Regions from separate parts of the Mus musculus genome. Here all the other regions are linked to region 1. Evidence: chromatin contacts called from public Hi-C and HiChIP or PLAC-seq data. All regions are on one chromosome and are shown on one strand. Each heading gives the region's core, a stretch centred on a gene start, on an enhancer-like site or on the middle of the called end of the contact. The rest is flanking DNA. Distances are from core to core; before and after follow the strand shown.

Region 1 (3,064 bases), core at 208-2,707:
TGGCTGATTATGGGATGGATCCCAGGGGTGGGGTAGTCTCTGGATAGTCTATCCTTTTGTCTTAGCTCCAAACTTTGTCTCTGTAACTCCTTTCATGGGTATTTTGTTCCCTATTATAAGGAGGAATGAAGTATCCACCTATTGGTCTTCCCTCTTCTTGACTTTCTTGTGTTTTGCAAGTTGTATCTTGGAAGTTCTATGTTTCTGGGCTAATATCCACTTATCAGTGAGTGCATATCTAATGACTTCTTTTGTGATTGGGTTACCTCACTAAAGATGATATCCTCCAGATACATCTATTTGTCCAAGAATTTCATAAATTCATTGTTTTTAATAGCTGAGTAGTACTCCATTGTGTAAATGTACCACATTTTCTGTATCCATTCTTCTGTTGAGGGATATCTGGGTTCTTTCCAGCTTCTGACTATTATAAATAAGGCTGCTATGAACATAGTAGAGCATGTGTTCTTATTACCAGTTGGAACTTCTTCTGGGTATATGTCCAGGAGAGGTATTGCTGGATCTTCCGGTAGTATTATGTCCAATTTTCTGAGGAACCTCCAGACTGACTTCCAGAATGGTTGTACAAGCTTGCAATCCCACCAGCAATGGAGGAGTGTTCCTCTTTCTCCACATCCTCGCCAGCATCTGCTGTCACCTGAATTTTTGATCTTAGCCATTCTGACTGGTGTGAGTTGGAATCTTAAGGTTGTTTTGATTTGCATTTCCCTGATGATTAAGGATGTTGAACATTTTTTTCAGGTGCTTCTCAGCCATTCAGTATTCCTCAGGTGAGAATTCTTTGTTTAGCTCTGAACCCCATTTTTAATGGGGTTATTTGAATTTCTGGAGTCCAGCTTCTTGAGCTCTTTGTATATATTGAATATTAGTCCCTTATCAGACTTAGGATTGGTAAAAATCCTTTCCCAATCTGTTGGTGGCCTTTTTGTCTTATTGACAGTGTCTTTTGCCTTACAGAAGCTTTGCAATTTTATGAGGTCCCATTTGTCAATTCTTGATCTTACAGCACAAGCCATTGCTGTTCTGTTTAGGATTTTTTCTCCTGTGCCCATATCTTCGAGGCTTTTCCCCACTTTCTCCTCTATTAATTTCAGTGTCTCTGTTTTTATGTGGGACAAAATACTTCTAAGAAATGCTAAAGAATAATAAAGGATGGTGAGATACCCACCGTCAACCTCTGGGCTCCATACACATGTGCACATGCACACATGTGCACATGCACACACACCTCATGCTCATATAACCTTACACAGAGAAGAAAGAAAAGCAAGCCTCTGCTGTTATTTCTAAAATCTGAACCAATTCTCTAAGCTATTGGCATGGTCTGTGTCTGGGGATGGGAAATAGATTTGTGCGTCTCCATTTGAGTGACAACATCCTTTTTATCTCTTGCTGATAAAAGACAATGATGTTCTTTCACAGGAAACTAACAGGAAAAGAAAGAAAGCCTACCACTGAGTACACTTCCTGAGGGTGAAAGCAAGCCGTGGCTGCTCTCACTGAGGGTAGGAAAAAGCTGAAAAAATAAACTCAGCATCCCCATGTGGAGTCAGTCTTCTTCCCCTTCTAAAATTGGCCAGTCTGAAGGGACAGACAGAGGTCTTCTCAAAATATTAAGAGGTATTGAAACTCACTAATCTCTTCTGTCTCAAACAGAGGAAACTTAGAAAGGAAGATAAGAGTCTTTGGAAAGAGGAACTTGACATTGGTACATACCTTCCCTTTAAGCTTCAGGTCCATTCCCAGCAACTTCTGCTTTGACTCTGTGTACAAATGTAGTAATGTTTAGGAATGTGTCAAGGGGAGAAGCAGCCAGGGTTAGAGGTGTTCAGAAAAACCTGTGTGCTTTAAAAAAACAAAGATTCCCCCCACAAACAAACAAAAACAAGGTCTCAACAAAAAGCAGACTGGCCTTGAACTTGATATGCAGATAAAGATGAACTTGAACTTCTGATCCTCTCCCTTCAGCCTCCAGAATGCTGAGATTGCAGGAGAGCACCGCCACACCTAGTTTACACAGAGCTTTGTGCATGCTAGGTGGGCCAGCTATTGACCCAGCTCTATTCCTAGCCCCACAGGTGCCTTGATTTTGAGGCAAAGGTATAAAATAGCATTATCTGGGAGTATTTATTGAGCTTTAAGGTACAACACTTAGCAGATGTTGCTAGAGATGACTCTGGATGTGGAGCCAGCTCCAATATAAAGTGCTTACTTGTGTGGATAGTATAACACAGTAGAATTAACACGGGAAATGTAGATGATAGAGGAGGAAAGGTGGGAGGGGGATGAGGGGGAGGGGGATGAAGAGGGAAGGGGGAGGGAAGGGGAAAGGGGAGAAGGTTTGAATAGCTATCCTGGCAGGAAGAAAGGAGTTAGGATGAATTGCAAAGACTTGGACTTTTGTCTGTCTACAGCAGAAGTTCTCAGCCTTGGGTCACAGCCCCTACAGGGTTTCTAGATCAGATATCCTGCATACCAGATATTTATGATTCCTAACAGTAGCAAAATTATAGTAATGAAGTAGCAACAAAATAATCTTATGGTTGGGGTCACCACAATGTAAGGAATTATATTAAAGGGCATGAGGAAGGTTAAGAACCACTGATCTAGGTGTTTTGTTTTTTTTCTTCTTCTTAATTTATGCTTGTGTTGTGCAAGCACATGCCATCATCATGTATGTGAAAGTCAGAGAACAAGGTTCAGGAGCCAGATCTGTCCTTCCAACCTTAAGTAAGATCTGAAGTCGGACCCAGGCTAGTATGGTGACATTCTCACAGGCTGAGCCATCACTGGTACTGCTGGGTTTATTTTTGAGGCAGTTTTTGCTAAGTAGACCAGGCTGAGGCTGGAACAGAAGTCTTAGTTTAAAAACCATTTATACTTCAGGAATTTTATCCTCCTCCCAAAGACTTCTTGTATAATAGTCATGGGTGAGCCTTGAGAAATGACTCAAAGCCAAAATAATGGAGTTTCCTTGATTATAGTTCCTCCTTTCTCTGGCTAGAGGCCAAGCCCCAATATCTTCCTCCCTCAAAAGGAAGCC
Region 2 (3,064 bases), core at 329-2,828, 480 kb before region 1:
ACAATTGTTGTATATCTGTCCTCTCCACAGCCTTTGTTGCTATTGTTTTGTTTTGCTTAGTTCTTAGACAAAGGATCAGGTTACTTGGGGCAGGTATGTTAAGTACTTCATTTGTTGGTAAGTACTTCATGTTAAGTACTTCAATTGTTGGTAACACATTATCCCAGGCTTTAAGGATGCCTGAAAAACACACACCATAGTCATTGATGCAGAGATGGGGGAAAAAAAAAGTAAGACCTTGGGAATGTAGACATGTAGAAGCAGAATGTACAGTAAGCATACATCAGGTAGAAGTAGAATGTATAATAAGCATACATTAGGAAGAAGAAGACTGAATGGTATGCATACATCAGGTAAAGTTAGAGTGCATGGTATGCATGTATCAGGTAGAAGTAGAAGTAGAATGCATGGTAAGTATACATCAAGGCCCTAGGATGGATTCAAAAGGTAAAGTCCTTTGAAATAAAGATTGCACCAGCATTAACAAAACACTGTGGTACAGAGCTGGAGAGATAGCTCAGAGATTAAGAGCACTGACTGTTCTTCCAGAGGTTCTGAGTTCAACTCCCAGCAACCACATGGTGGCTCACAACCATCTGTAATGGGATCTTCTGGAGTGTGCCTAAAGACAGCATACAGTGTATGCATATAAATAAAAATAAACAAATCTTTTTTAAAAAGAAAGTTACTCTCTTAAGTTACTTTGCTGGAGATGGTACCTAGGACCCTGCACAAGAAGCACTCTATCACTGAACTACACTCAGACTTGTTTTTAAAGACGAGGTCTCCATATGTAGCAGTGGCTGTGATCTCCCTGCCTCAGCCTCCAGAGCAATGCGACCAGAGGTGTGTGTTACTTAACTTGTCTCCAGAGAATTCACATTACAGTCACAAGCTTAAGCGATCCCTTTGCATTTCTCATCTACGGCGTTGAACTCCTTGTGTGACTCCAAAGTCCTGAGGAACCATCCTGTAGCCCAGTCATTCTATTGACATTCTAGCAACAATTCCTAGGGACCATCCATGGGGTTAGCGCTATAGCTGTTCACTCTGTGTCTCTGTGTGTGGTGTTTGTGTGTGTACTGATCCGTCCAGTTAAATCATTTCGCGTGCTCCCTTTGATCCCAAGAGGATTCCTGAATGACCCAAGGAACAACTTTAACCACTCAGACAAGAGCTAGAATAGAAAAGAATGTGTTTATATCAGTCTCACAATGGAGAGCTCTCAGATCTTAGGGCCAATCAAGAATGAACAGGAGCTGTCCACAAAAGCCTGACAGAGGCATCCAGTTAGCGCCGCAAAATGACAAGGGTAGGCAGGGGGAACGGGGAGCCTCTGCGCTGCTCTTACTTTGGTTCTTTGCCTTTGTTTTTGCCTTTCCTCTTGTCTTTCCTCTTGTCTTTCCTCTTGTCCTTCGCCGGCATCTTGACTTCTGCGGGAGTCTCACCGTGCTGGTGTCCTGGTGGCCGCCACCTGGGCCGACTCCGTCTCTAAGGAAACCACCACGCCGAAGGGCTAACGTCCTCCGCGCCGTTGAGGGCACGCGGAGGGCGCACGCGCGTGACGTGACCGCGGCGAGGGGCGGGGCGGAGATCGCTCCGAGGCGGCGGGCGTCCGCGCCAGGGCGGCGCGCGCGGTGAGTGTGCACGAGCCTCGGCGGCGCTCCCGGGGTTGGAGCCGGGCGGGAGGCCGGGAGCTCGGCAGGGGCGGGTGTCGGGCGCGGGGCTGCGGCGTCTTAGCCTCCCACGACTTGTCTCGCGCCCCCTGAGGCTCCATGGCCGGCGGCTCTCCGACCGCCCCGCGCGCATCGGAGCGGCGCCAGTGAGGCTTGAAGCGCTTCCAGTCGGGCGGGCGGATCTTCCAAGCCTCTGGCGCGGCCACCGTGGCGGTCCTGCCCGCATCCCTGCTTCTGTCTCGGTGGCGGCGCCCTCGCTGCCCGCCTCATGCTTACCTCCCCTCCATCCTCGCTTCTGTCTCGCGGGCTCCCTGGAGGACAGTGCACCCGGGGACATCCCAGGCCAAACGCTTTCAGGGAGGCAGTTGACTTTTCCGAGGGCGGTGGCTTGAGTGAGGCTGTCAGCCTCCGAGGGTCCGCGGGCTCCGGTGCTCAGACTCTGGCTCCCCTGCCTGGAGCGGTGTGGCGGGGGGGGGGGGGGGGGATCGTTGGTCCCCGGATCTAGGTGGCAGGTGCTTGGCTCCAGCCGACCGCCAGGTTCCTGTTAGTTAACATCGCCCACATCCTCTAGTGCCTGAAGTCCCATTGCTGCAAGTTGCATAAAGTTGCAAGCACTTGCCTCGCACCCGGGTTCCCGAGGAGTAGTACTCCATCCAGTATTCTAGTTGGTTCAGAAGAGGAACCCTGTGATTATGTCTTCATTCACTGAGCGTGAGTGAGTCATTACGGAAGACAGGTATTGTGGCTGCCTTGTCAATAGGCTTGGGAGTGAAGCGCGGTTCTGCTTTATCACTCCGCTTCAAATTTCATTTAACATTTATTTTGAAACATCATTGTTAGAACTCCTCCTCCCCTCTCTCTAGGGAGACCTTAGTTACTAAGCCCCTAACTGTAAGGTGACATCTTTGACCTCTAAATCTCTCTTTTCCCACCTCATCCCCCCCCCAGAGGGCGTGGTTTGTGTGGTTTGTAAATTTTGCGGTTAGAGTAAGCAAGTAGATTTGATGAGAGACCTTGGAAACCGTTTGAACCTTCTGCTAGCACGGCTATGGCCTATTTTGACTATATTTCTGGTGACATGCCATGAACTTATGAGTAGAATCACCTCTACATCATGTACCTTCCCTTAGATAATGTACATTACCTCTGAGAAGCAATCTATAAAGCACCTATTGCTAACTAGCAGAAAGGGAGTAGGGGCATTTTCTGTCATAGGTATGTATATTTAGACTTTTTATTTATTTGTTTGTTTGTTTGTTTTACAAAAATTGGTTGTAAATAAAAGCCAGTCCCACATTTACCATTTGAATATACTTCTACAGATTATCTCAGACATAAAATTTTGACTTAAAATAAAAGTGTCTTTGTTTATTTTTTTCACCGTTATT
Region 3 (3,064 bases), core at 216-2,715, 360 kb before region 1:
GATACACATAACAGAGCCAGTGTGATGCCTCCCACCTGTAATTCAGCACATGGGAGGTAGAAGAGAGAGGAATGAGTTCAAAGCCAGACTTAACTACATAACAAAATTCAAGGCCAGAATTCTGGGATATGAGAGACCTTGTCTCGAAAACAAACAAACAAACAAACAAACAAAATCAACCATGACTTACTCACAGGTTCTCCATCTAAAATAAAGATCACATTCAAGACCTGAAGGGCAGTGGGTTAGGAGGCATCATAATGGAGGCAGAGCTGAGTAGACCTCAGTAAACCCCATTTGCTGTTAAATTAAAGTGGGTTTCTAATTGATTCGACCATTCTAAAATACCACCAAAAGATCTGGTTCAATGACAGTCATTAAAAATACGCCTTAAGCATCTGTGTAGCAGACTATTGTAAGGAAAAGCTCACTGAACTCACAAGGGCAAAGGACATGTTCTGTTTCTAGCTGGGTGGGACCTCGGAGGGGTCATATAGTTTATTTCCTGAATGTTTCCAGGCATCCCAGAACTGGGTGAGTTGACATGCTCTAGCATGGTAGCGTCTTACATTTGTAATCCCAGTTATTGGGCAGATGGAATACAGACGGCAAATTCAAGGCCAGCCTGGGCAAATTAGTGAGAACCTGTCCCAAAATAAAAATGAAAAACAGTCTGGCAATATAGCCCAGTAGTAAAAACCTCTTGCCCAGCATGCATAGGGGAGGTGGAAGGCTGATCTTGGACTCAATTCCCAATACAGAAGAAAATAAATTATTAATCAGCTTGCTTAAATACAACTCCGTCCTCAAACACCACCGCCATGAAGTTGCAAACATGCTATCCTTTTCACAGACGCCATACAGGGGCTGAATAACTTGTCCAAGGTCGCACAACTTATCCCCAATATCTTTTAATAAAACACACTTCCTGTTTAGCCGTACTTTGTTCAACCATTCTGCCACAAAGGGCTCTGCTGACCTTCCCTGTGCTGTCTATGCCATCGTGTGCAAATGTCCACCTCAGAAAGCCAACCTTCCTCTATGGCTCCCACGACTAACCACTTTCACAGAAATTACTAGTAATCTCACATTTTCAAGCCGACTTCCTGGATCCTCAGCACCAAGAGGATCAAAACCTCTTGGTGCTGAGGTTTTTCAACATGACATAAGTATACCCCTATGCGTGGCACACAGTAGGCGCTCAATAGATGTTCAAATCTGAAGCACCTCAAACACAGTCGCGCCCAAACTTCACCCTCGGAATTCTTACAAAACGGAGAGCACCTGTTACGGGGCATTCCCTAGTCTAGCGTCCCAAGCTATACCGCCGGTGTCGCCCGGAGCTCGAGGAGGACGCCCACAGGTCACCCTGGCTCGGCACTTCCTCCTTTTCTGCGGGCTTAATCCAGCTTCCGGTGCAGCGATACAGTGGCCCCCCTGCGTGTCTGTCAGTTTGAGATCTCGCGGGATTTGATGAACAGCGAAGGGTCAGCTGGCGGCACGACCTTAGCCCTAGGACCACACTGCGCAAGCGCAGGACTAAGCCGGCCTCCTTGCCCTCTCGTCTCCTAGGGCCGGGGTTTTGAAGTTCATACGCGATCCTTTGGTCCCCAAGGTTGGTGAGAATCACAGGATACGTTGCTAGTCTAGGCAAGGAGTATCCATAAGTTAACCTCATTAGGGCTCCGTGGCCGACCCCGCCTCCAGGACCAAGAGAGCAAATTAACTAATGACTTCAGATCAAGTCCCCTGTGTCCTCTTGTGCCCCCAGAGGTTGAACCCGCGTCCTGGCACGGTCTAGGCAGACGCCCTGACAGCCAGCCCCAGCCTCTGGAAGAAACTTGATTCATGTTAGATTCACTGAGTCTTAGGTTGGGGAATCACAGTGAGAAATAGCATCAAGTCTAACCCTTGTTTTGTAGGTGAACAAGCTGAGATCTAGAGGACTAAAGCAGCGGTTCTCAACCTTCCTAATGCTGTGACCCTCGTGCGTGGTGACCCCCCCAACCATAAAATTATTTTCATTGCTACTTCATAATTGTTATTTTGCTATTGTTTCGACCCGTAATGGAAATGTTTTCCGATGGTCTAAGGGGACCCCAAGAAGCTAGAAACTCATGGTTTGAGAACCACTTGACTAGTCACTATCGGGTGTGGTTTGTTTCTAGAATAACTTGGGATCTCCAGGAACTGCAAACCCTAACGGACTTAATCAAGCGGCTGTAGGAATCGCCCTTAGCACTGTATTCCAGCAAGGGCTAATCGCGGAGCTCTAACTCTGGTATAAAGAGTAGCTGAAAAATACCAGTACCGCCGGCAAATGGGCAGCCATCAGATGGACTGGAGGCCCGGGTAACAGAACATCTGAACATTTTCACTTCGTTTGGAAAACTTGAAGAATGGGGTAGGAGACTGTTACCACATTCCAAATAACTTTCCAGCAGGATCTGATCTCTTGGTGGTCAGCTGAGTGAACCAGAGAAAGAGGAAACGCTCAAAAACAATAAAAGTGATAGCAGAAAACAGAGGGAGACTATAGATTACATCTAAAACTCAAAGAGAAGAAACTTAGTTTGGGCCCTTTTTGATGTGAAGTCCCCTTTTCTCCAGGTCTCAGATGTTCAAAAACTGCATGGAGGAGTTCAGGTTTATTTATTTTCCTCCCTTCTGAATTTTCTCTTCACACTAAGGGTTACAGTCGTTTGTATGACTTGAGTTGTACCATGTATCATATGGGTATTTTTTTCCTGATATGGTTTTATTTTTATTTTTTGTGGTGTGGTGTGGTGCGGTTTGGTTTGCATCACGGTGCCGCTACATAGGCCTGGGTATCCTGGACCTCACTCTGTAGGCCAGGCTGGCCTAGACTCAAAGAGATCCACCTGCCTCTCCCTTCTGAGTGCCTGGACTGAAGGTGCCAGCACTGGCTTTGGTTTTTATTTTCAAGGTTGCGGCCACTGCCATTTTACTAATGTGGAAATGGAGATTAATCACTCAAGCGCCAAGATGAAGGAACTAAACGTAAAGGAACAAGTCCCCAAATGAGAGCAAATACGTCCTTCTG
Region 4 (3,064 bases), core at 295-2,794, 310 kb before region 1:
TGATGCATGAGCCAGGTCTTGTGCACACACCTTTAATCACAGTTCTCAGGACTCAGAGGCAGGAGGATCTCTGTGAGTTCGAGGCCAGCCTGGTCTACAAAGAGCGTTCCAGGACAGCCAGTGCTGTTGTTACACAGAGAAACCCTACCTCGAAAAATCAAAACCACCAACCAAACAACTAACCAAACAAACAAAACCACTGTATTCCTTAATCCCAGTGCTCAGGAAGCAGAAGCAGGCAGATCTCTGAGTTCAGGCTTGTCAGCAAGGGCCTTTACTTGCCGAACCATCTCACCACTAGCCCAGTTTTTGTAGTTTTTAACAGATGGGTTAGTTTGTACATGCTTGCCCCAGGGAGTGGCACTATTTGGAAGTTTGGCCTTGTTGGAGTAGGTGTGTCACTATGGGTGTGGGCTTTAATATCCTTGTCCTAGCTGCCTGGAAGCCAGTTTTCTGTTTGCCTTCAGAACAATATGGTTGAACTCTCAGCTCCTTCTACCCTGTGCCTGCCTAGGTACTGCTATACTCCTGCCTTGATGATAATGGACTGAACCTGTGAACCAACCCCAGTTAAATGCTGTCCTTATAAGAGTTGCCTTGGTCATGGTGTCTGTGAACAGCAGTAAAATCCTAACTAAGGCTACAGACATTACAGAATCCATGTGTCCATGTGTGCAGATCCTCACTTCTTTCTTTCCTCCATGCCCCTTACAGCATACCTACTGTGAACCAAGTGTCCATGAGCAGCCTCACCCTGTCCTCCCCACACTTGCAGTCTTTATAGAAGAATAGTTTTCATGCCTTCCTCAGACCATCAGAACCATGCCAGGGGAGTAATATATATGGTTATATGAGAGGGGATTAAGTCTGTTTTTGTTCTAACTCCTCTGCCCCTAACATTTTATTAAGAGGTTCAATGAGATGTGCCAACAGCCAGTAAGGTGAGGATGCGAAGGGACACTGCCATCCAGATATAAGAGCTAAAACAACTTACTGTGTCACCATTGCACGAGGAAATCCTTTAACCTAATGCCCAAATGTTCTCAGGGGTACTGATGCTCAGTGTACTCAGGGGTACTGATGCTCAGTGTTCACGTGTGTACTGATGCCCAGTGTTCTCAGGAGTGCTGGTGCCCAATGTTCACAGGGGTAATGATGCCCAGTGTCCTCATGGGTACTGGTGACCAATGTCCTCATGGGTACTGGTGACCAGTGTCCTCATGGGTACTGGTGCCTAGTGTTCTCATGGGTATCCTTTTTCTCAGCTTCCTTCTATGTGTTTCCTGCCTGATAGAGGAACAGCATGAAGGCAACAACACCATTTGCCTATATCTTGAGTGGCACAGAATTCAGACCATCCCAAAGAGCCAGTCCTCCCTAGAGGGACCTTGGCCACCTTCACTGCTACCCCTGACTCTGTCAGAGTTTCTTTCCAACATGGTCCTTTAACTGGGACATACGTCTTTTTGCAGCCTCTGTCAGAGATCACGAGGCACACCACACTAGAGACATCACAGAGCTGAGTTGCAAGTGAAAACAGGAAGTGGCCCAGGCTTTCCTCCACAGGGGGAAGTGAGCCTCTACACCTGAGAAAGTGACTCTGATGTATCTACGTCAGGGAACTTGCTTCTCCGTCTGAAACATTCCCTCCTTGTGGGCAAAATTGGCAAAGGCTAAAATGCATGTTCCAGTGTGTGTGTGTGTGTGTGTGTGTGTGTGTGTGTGTGTGACACATTTCATGACTACGTTTGTCACACGTATCAGAGGACCCACCATCTCTGCAAAGGACCAAGGCAGCCCTACCAAGGCCAATTCATTTGCACCTCACTTGTGTCCCGGGTACATATGAAGTTACTTCAATAGGCAGCGAGAAACAGAACCATTGTCTTTACCCTATGGCTGCAACTATCAACCTGCGGATCACAACCCCTTGCACGGGGGTCACATATCCAATATCCTGCATATCAGATATTTACATTATGATTCGTAACAGTAGCAAAATTACTGCTATGAAGTAGCAACAAAATAACATTATAACCATAACCATGTCATAACCCTTACCCTATGGGCTCATGGTAAGTAAGGTTGCAGAGATGAACAGAAGCTCTGTGACCATGATCTGAAGTATGCTCGCCACCCTGGGAGATCTTGGAGCTCTAGCGCAGCTTCCAAGTCAGCTTGCTTAAAAACATTCTAAGCAGGCAAAGACAGCCATATACCATGCCATCCCTGTGCTGACTAGTTTTCCTGTCAACCTGATACAAGCATTTTGAAGAGGAACCTCAAGTGAGAAAAAGCCTCCAGAAATCAGGTTGTAGGCAGGCCTATATGGCATTCTCTTAATTAATGATTATAGAGAAGGACCCAGCCCATTGTAGGTGTTGCCATCCCTGGGCTGGTGGTCCTGGGTTTGTAATATCCAAAATAAATTCAAGACTACCCAGTACCTTCCCTCTTCAAAAGGACTTTCCAAACTGTACTAGCAGGTCAAGTACAGAGTCAGATAAAAGGCTGGCTGACTAAACAAATATAGAAACATAGTTTTAACGGTCAAAAACAAAATTAACAATTTCCCGGCCCCACCTCACACTAAAAACCATAAGGACACACAAAATGAGAGTCACCCTATACAAACCGACCAATGTCTAAAAAGGTTATTTGCTACACCAATTAAAATAAGCCAAACTACCCTGGTGCCTATATCCGGCCCTTACAAGGTATAAAAAGTGTGTTCTTTCTATGTTCTGTGTCTCTCCTCTGGCCTGCGTACTGAGAGAGGGTTCCCTAACATGTTGGATAAGTAAAATCCTCATGCGTTTTGCAACGACGGCAGTCTCTGTGGTCTTTGTGCGTGAGGGTCTTTTGACAAGCTACAACAGGTTCTATAAGAAAACAAGCTGGGGGGCTGGTGAGATGGCTCAGCGGTTAAGAGCACCTATTGCTCTTCTGAAGGTCCTAAGTTCAAATCCCAGCAACCACATGGTGGCTCACAATCATCCATAATGAGATCTGATACCCTCTTCTAGAGTGTCTGAAGACAGCTACAGTGTACTTACATATAACA
Region 5 (3,064 bases), core at 305-2,804, 300 kb after region 1:
ATCATGTTATACAAAATTTTAGTGAGCATTTTACATACATTTTTTCCAGTCCCAAAGTCCAACCTGTGAAGTGGATCGAAATGTAACTCTCATTTTACTGATGAAGAAAATCAAGACTTAAAAAAGTTTAATAAGCACATTGTCTGCTTGAATCACAACTGAGCAATTGAATGTCTTATGAGAACACTGAACTCTTTGAAATATCTTTTATAAAAAAATTAAAGTTCTCACAAAATTACATTCGTGGTGTGAATACTCCCCGTTAAACTATCAACCTTTCTTAAATCTATATACAGGCTTACAAGAATCAATATCATACAGCGACCCTCTTACTTGTGGGGAAAAAAAACAAGAGATTTTTAAACTGAAGAGAAACTGAAATTGAGGGTGCTCACAGACAACACACAAAAAAACTGTTTATACAATACTGCCTCTACCTGATTCACCTTATTTCACTAAAGCACTATGATACAAGAGAAGCCCAATCTTTTCCCTCCTTTTGGTCGGCTTTACTCTGACCTGTATCAAAATGGCATTTCCACGTCAATATAAATCCATTATTACATAACTTCAAGATAACCTTCATACTCTTATTTCGAAAACTGTATTTAAAAATCAATACTGAAAACAAAAGGAGGGCAGCATATTTTAATATGAAGAAGGCTGGTGCCGCCTAGAATGAATGGAGAGATCCTTTACAGCATCCCTCCCAATCGGAAAGGGGATCAGACGGTGAAACTCATCACTAGCTCCAACAAGCAGGAAAGGTGCTTTAAAACCAAAAAAGTGGCCACTCGATAAACTCAAGGAGGGGTGGGGCCCGTTCTTTTGGCGGCTGGCACTAGACTACCAGACAGAAAAGAAATCCGTTGGTGGCCCGCACCTCGCTCCAAGAGTGGGCGCAGGCTACTTTCAAGGCGCAGCCTGGAGGCACTTGAGTCCTCGGCCCCGGAAACCTACTGAGAGGTGGCTCTGGAGGCCCCGAGGAGACAAGGGCCTCCGGGCCGACCGATCCTAGCCCTGGCTAAGACAGGAGCCCCGTCAGGGCCCGAGGCGATTCGCTCCCAAACTGAAACGGAAGCCAATAGACAAAGTGGGCGACAAAAAATAAAATAAAATTCCCGGAGGACCGCTCCGGCCGTGGGCCCGGCCTCCCCGGGCTCCTGGTTCACTGGTTTTTCCGAGGCCTTGGAGGGGAAGAGAAGCCCGAGCCGCGTGCCCGTCCCCTCCCCCACCCCGCCCCGTCTCCCCACCCCCCCCCACCCCCCACCCCGCTGGGCCTCCACAGCGGCCCTGGCTTCTCCGCCGCCGCCTCCTCCTCCCGCAGCTGAGGTAGCAGGTCGAGCGGTTTCCTCACGCGTTCGGAAGCGTGGACTCACCCGCCGCTAAGAAAACGGTACTGTCTTCGCGGCCTCTGGGCGTCAGGTGATGGAGTGGGGCTCCACCGGTTCGAGGTGTCTGCGCGCCGCCCGACTCTAGAGACTGGTTCCGAAGCGCCTACTCGCCTAGGCCGCAAAACACAGCCGCGCTGCGCGGGGAGCTCCTGGAGGGCTTCCTCTTGCCCGGCGTGCACTGCGCCAGGAGGCGTGGAAAGGGATAACCATAGAGAAGGTGATGCCTAGATAGTCTCCGCCGTCGCCTCTGACTCATTAAGTACAGAGGGATGACCATAGAGTGGGATTGTCTAGTGGGACCTAGAGAGGCTCGAGCTGTAAATTACCACCCACCCTGCCATTTTTGATTGGAGCCGATTGAATCTTATGACTGTGCGACGCCATCTTGAGGTCAAGGTTCCGGCTGGTTACTCGCGCGGGGCTTGTTACAGGTTTTCTCACATTTTTTGGTAGTTCGTTTTCCAGGAATTAGAACCTTGGTCTCCTGATTCTTGGAGGTTCGATGACCTGATACCTGGGCGGGACCGAGAACCTCAATAGAAAGCCCAGATGTCATTTGTTCTTCGCAAAGTACTGCTCACACCAAGAAATAACTGGCAACGGCTATATTGGGTTTTTTGGACTTTTTGTGCGTACACACACTATATCTTAGGCGAGGTAACAGGGTCAAAGAGGTAACTAGATGCTTGGTATCTTCAGAAACCTGTAAGAATATTTAATGCAACTTTCCGCAGTGTGCGAATGACTAAAAATACTAAAACAGTGAAAATGAATACTCACAAATTACTGGGTTATCCAAATTATGGAATTTATAAGCAGTATCTGCTGCTTTTGTTTCCTGTTACTCAGAAGGATTTTATAATTCGTTTACAAGGAGCTTGTCTCTCTGAAGGTGGAGAGTGAGATTTATTCCTGTCCTGGGAGAGCTGGAGTCCTGGGATAACAAATAGCAAACCTTGGTTGGTTAGTGTATTAGTCAGGGTTCTCTAGAGTCACAGAACTTATGGATAATTTCTAAATAGTAAAGGAATTTATTGATGACTTACAGTCGGCAGCCCAATTCCCAACAATGGTTCAGTCGCAGCTGTGAATGGAAGTCCAAGGATCTAGCAGTTACTCAGTCTCACGCAGCAAGCAGGCGAAGGAGCAAGAGCAAGAGCTAGAGCTAGACTCCCTTCTTCCAATGTCCTTATATTGTCTCCAGCAAAAGGTGTAGCCCAGATTAAAGGTGTGTTCCACCACACCTTTAATCCCAGATGAAAGGCATAGCCCAGATTAAAGGTGTGTTCCTTAACTCGGAGATTCAATCTTCTGGAATCCATAGCCACTATGGCTCAAGATCTTCAAACCAAGATCCAGATAAGGATCTCCAAGCCTCCAGATAAGGGTCACTGGTGAGCCTTCCAATTCCGAATTGTAGTTCATTCCAAATATTGTCAAGTTGACAACCAGGAATAGCCACTACAATCCACCCCTTGTCAACTTGACACAAATAATATCTCATGTTCACATGAAACAATAACAAGGTTGTAAATACGCCTAACATGATATAACTATCCCTCGTACAATCGCAAACGCATTAGTAAATTTACAATGGGCATTCATATTACTTTATAATCCTCGTTTCTGCAACTGGTTACGTGGCCTTAATTGGTATTTATAACTACCTT

The links. Hi-C and Micro-C count contacts between places; a contact is called where the count stands out from the background. HiChIP or PLAC-seq counts read pairs in DNA pulled down with a chosen protein or histone mark.
Region 2: a contact with region 1 is called in an H3K27ac HiChIP or PLAC-seq map of microglia, with 8 times the contacts expected there. The contact joins the promoter of Entpd5 here to the enhancer-like site in region 1. A contact is called at or near these places in 7 of 39 promoter capture datasets (cranial neural crest, hematopoietic stem and progenitor cells, hippocampal neurons and 3 more), 3 of 484 Hi-C or Micro-C datasets (B cells, CD4 T cells and natural killer cells), 3 of 115 datasets of contacts at active chromatin or transcription factors (the SCID.adh cell line, microglia and pancreatic cancer cells) and 1 of 9 other capture datasets (adipose tissue).
Region 3: a contact with region 1 is called in an H3K4me3 HiChIP or PLAC-seq map of bone marrow-derived macrophages, with 4 times the contacts expected there. The contact joins the promoter of Ptgr2 here to the enhancer-like site in region 1. A contact is called at or near these places in 1 of 39 promoter capture datasets (neural stem cells), 2 of 484 Hi-C or Micro-C datasets (embryonic stem cells and muscle stem cells), 3 of 115 datasets of contacts at active chromatin or transcription factors (bone marrow-derived macrophages, embryonic stem cells and intestinal crypt epithelium) and 1 of 9 other capture datasets (adipose tissue).
Region 4: an H3K27ac HiChIP or PLAC-seq map of double positive thymocytes shows a contact between it and region 1, with 2.1 times the contacts expected there. The contact joins two enhancer-like sites. A contact is called at or near these places in 1 of 39 promoter capture datasets (embryonic stem cells), 1 of 484 Hi-C or Micro-C datasets (embryonic stem cells), 5 of 115 datasets of contacts at active chromatin or transcription factors (the SCID.adh cell line, T-cell acute lymphoblastic leukemia, double positive thymocytes and 2 more) and 2 of 9 other capture datasets (embryonic stem cells and pancreatic islet).
Region 5: a Hi-C map of erythroblasts shows a contact between it and region 1, with 2.8 times the contacts expected there. The contact joins the promoter of Rbm25 here to the enhancer-like site in region 1. A contact is called at or near these places in 10 of 39 promoter capture datasets (the 3T3-L1 cell line, the HPC-7 cell line, cranial neural crest and 7 more), 7 of 484 Hi-C or Micro-C datasets (B cells, CD4 T cells, the G1E-ER4 cell line and 4 more), 5 of 115 datasets of contacts at active chromatin or transcription factors (the 230-238 cell line, effector CD8 T cells, embryonic stem cells and 2 more) and 3 of 9 other capture datasets (adipose tissue, liver and pancreatic islet).

The regions. Positions count from the first base shown.
Region 1 is chr12:83,928,009-83,931,072 of GRCm38.p6, reverse strand. Gm31386 (a long non-coding RNA gene) reads right to left here. Exons shown (of 3, transcript XR_381772.3): 2 at 1,738-1,784. Among named protein-coding and RNA genes, the nearest start is that of Gm31386, 7.7 kb to the right of the region's middle. Within about 2 kb of position 1,457, at least 87 of the 459 cell types and tissues checked have an H3K27ac peak or open chromatin away from gene starts, as enhancers often do. A contact at or near this core is called in B cells, the G1E-ER4 cell line, the HPC-7 cell line and 11 more, where this site is marked.
Region 2 is chr12:84,407,543-84,410,606 of GRCm38.p6, reverse strand. It overlaps Entpd5 (ectonucleoside triphosphate diphosphohydrolase 5), which reads left to right and starts at 1,578. Exons shown (of 16, transcript NM_001026214.2): 1 at 1,578-1,637. Bbof1 (basal body orientation factor 1) reads right to left here and starts at 1,539. Exons shown (of 12, transcript NM_028377.3): 1 at 1,352-1,539. The coding sequence starts at 1,425.
Region 3 is chr12:84,283,697-84,286,760 of GRCm38.p6, reverse strand. It overlaps Ptgr2 (prostaglandin reductase 2), which reads right to left and starts at 1,465. Exons shown (of 10, transcript NM_029880.3): 1 at 1,285-1,465.
Region 4 is chr12:84,241,776-84,244,839 of GRCm38.p6, reverse strand. No RefSeq gene overlaps it. Among named protein-coding and RNA genes, the nearest start is that of Mideas, 24 kb to the right of the region's middle. Within about 2 kb of position 1,544, at least 120 of the 459 cell types and tissues checked have an H3K27ac peak or open chromatin away from gene starts, as enhancers often do. A contact at or near this core is called in the SCID.adh cell line, T-cell acute lymphoblastic leukemia, double positive thymocytes and 1 more, where this site is marked.
Region 5 is chr12:83,630,733-83,633,796 of GRCm38.p6, reverse strand. Rbm25 (RNA binding motif protein 25) reads right to left here and starts at 1,554. Exons shown (of 19, transcript NM_027349.4): 1 at 1,380-1,554.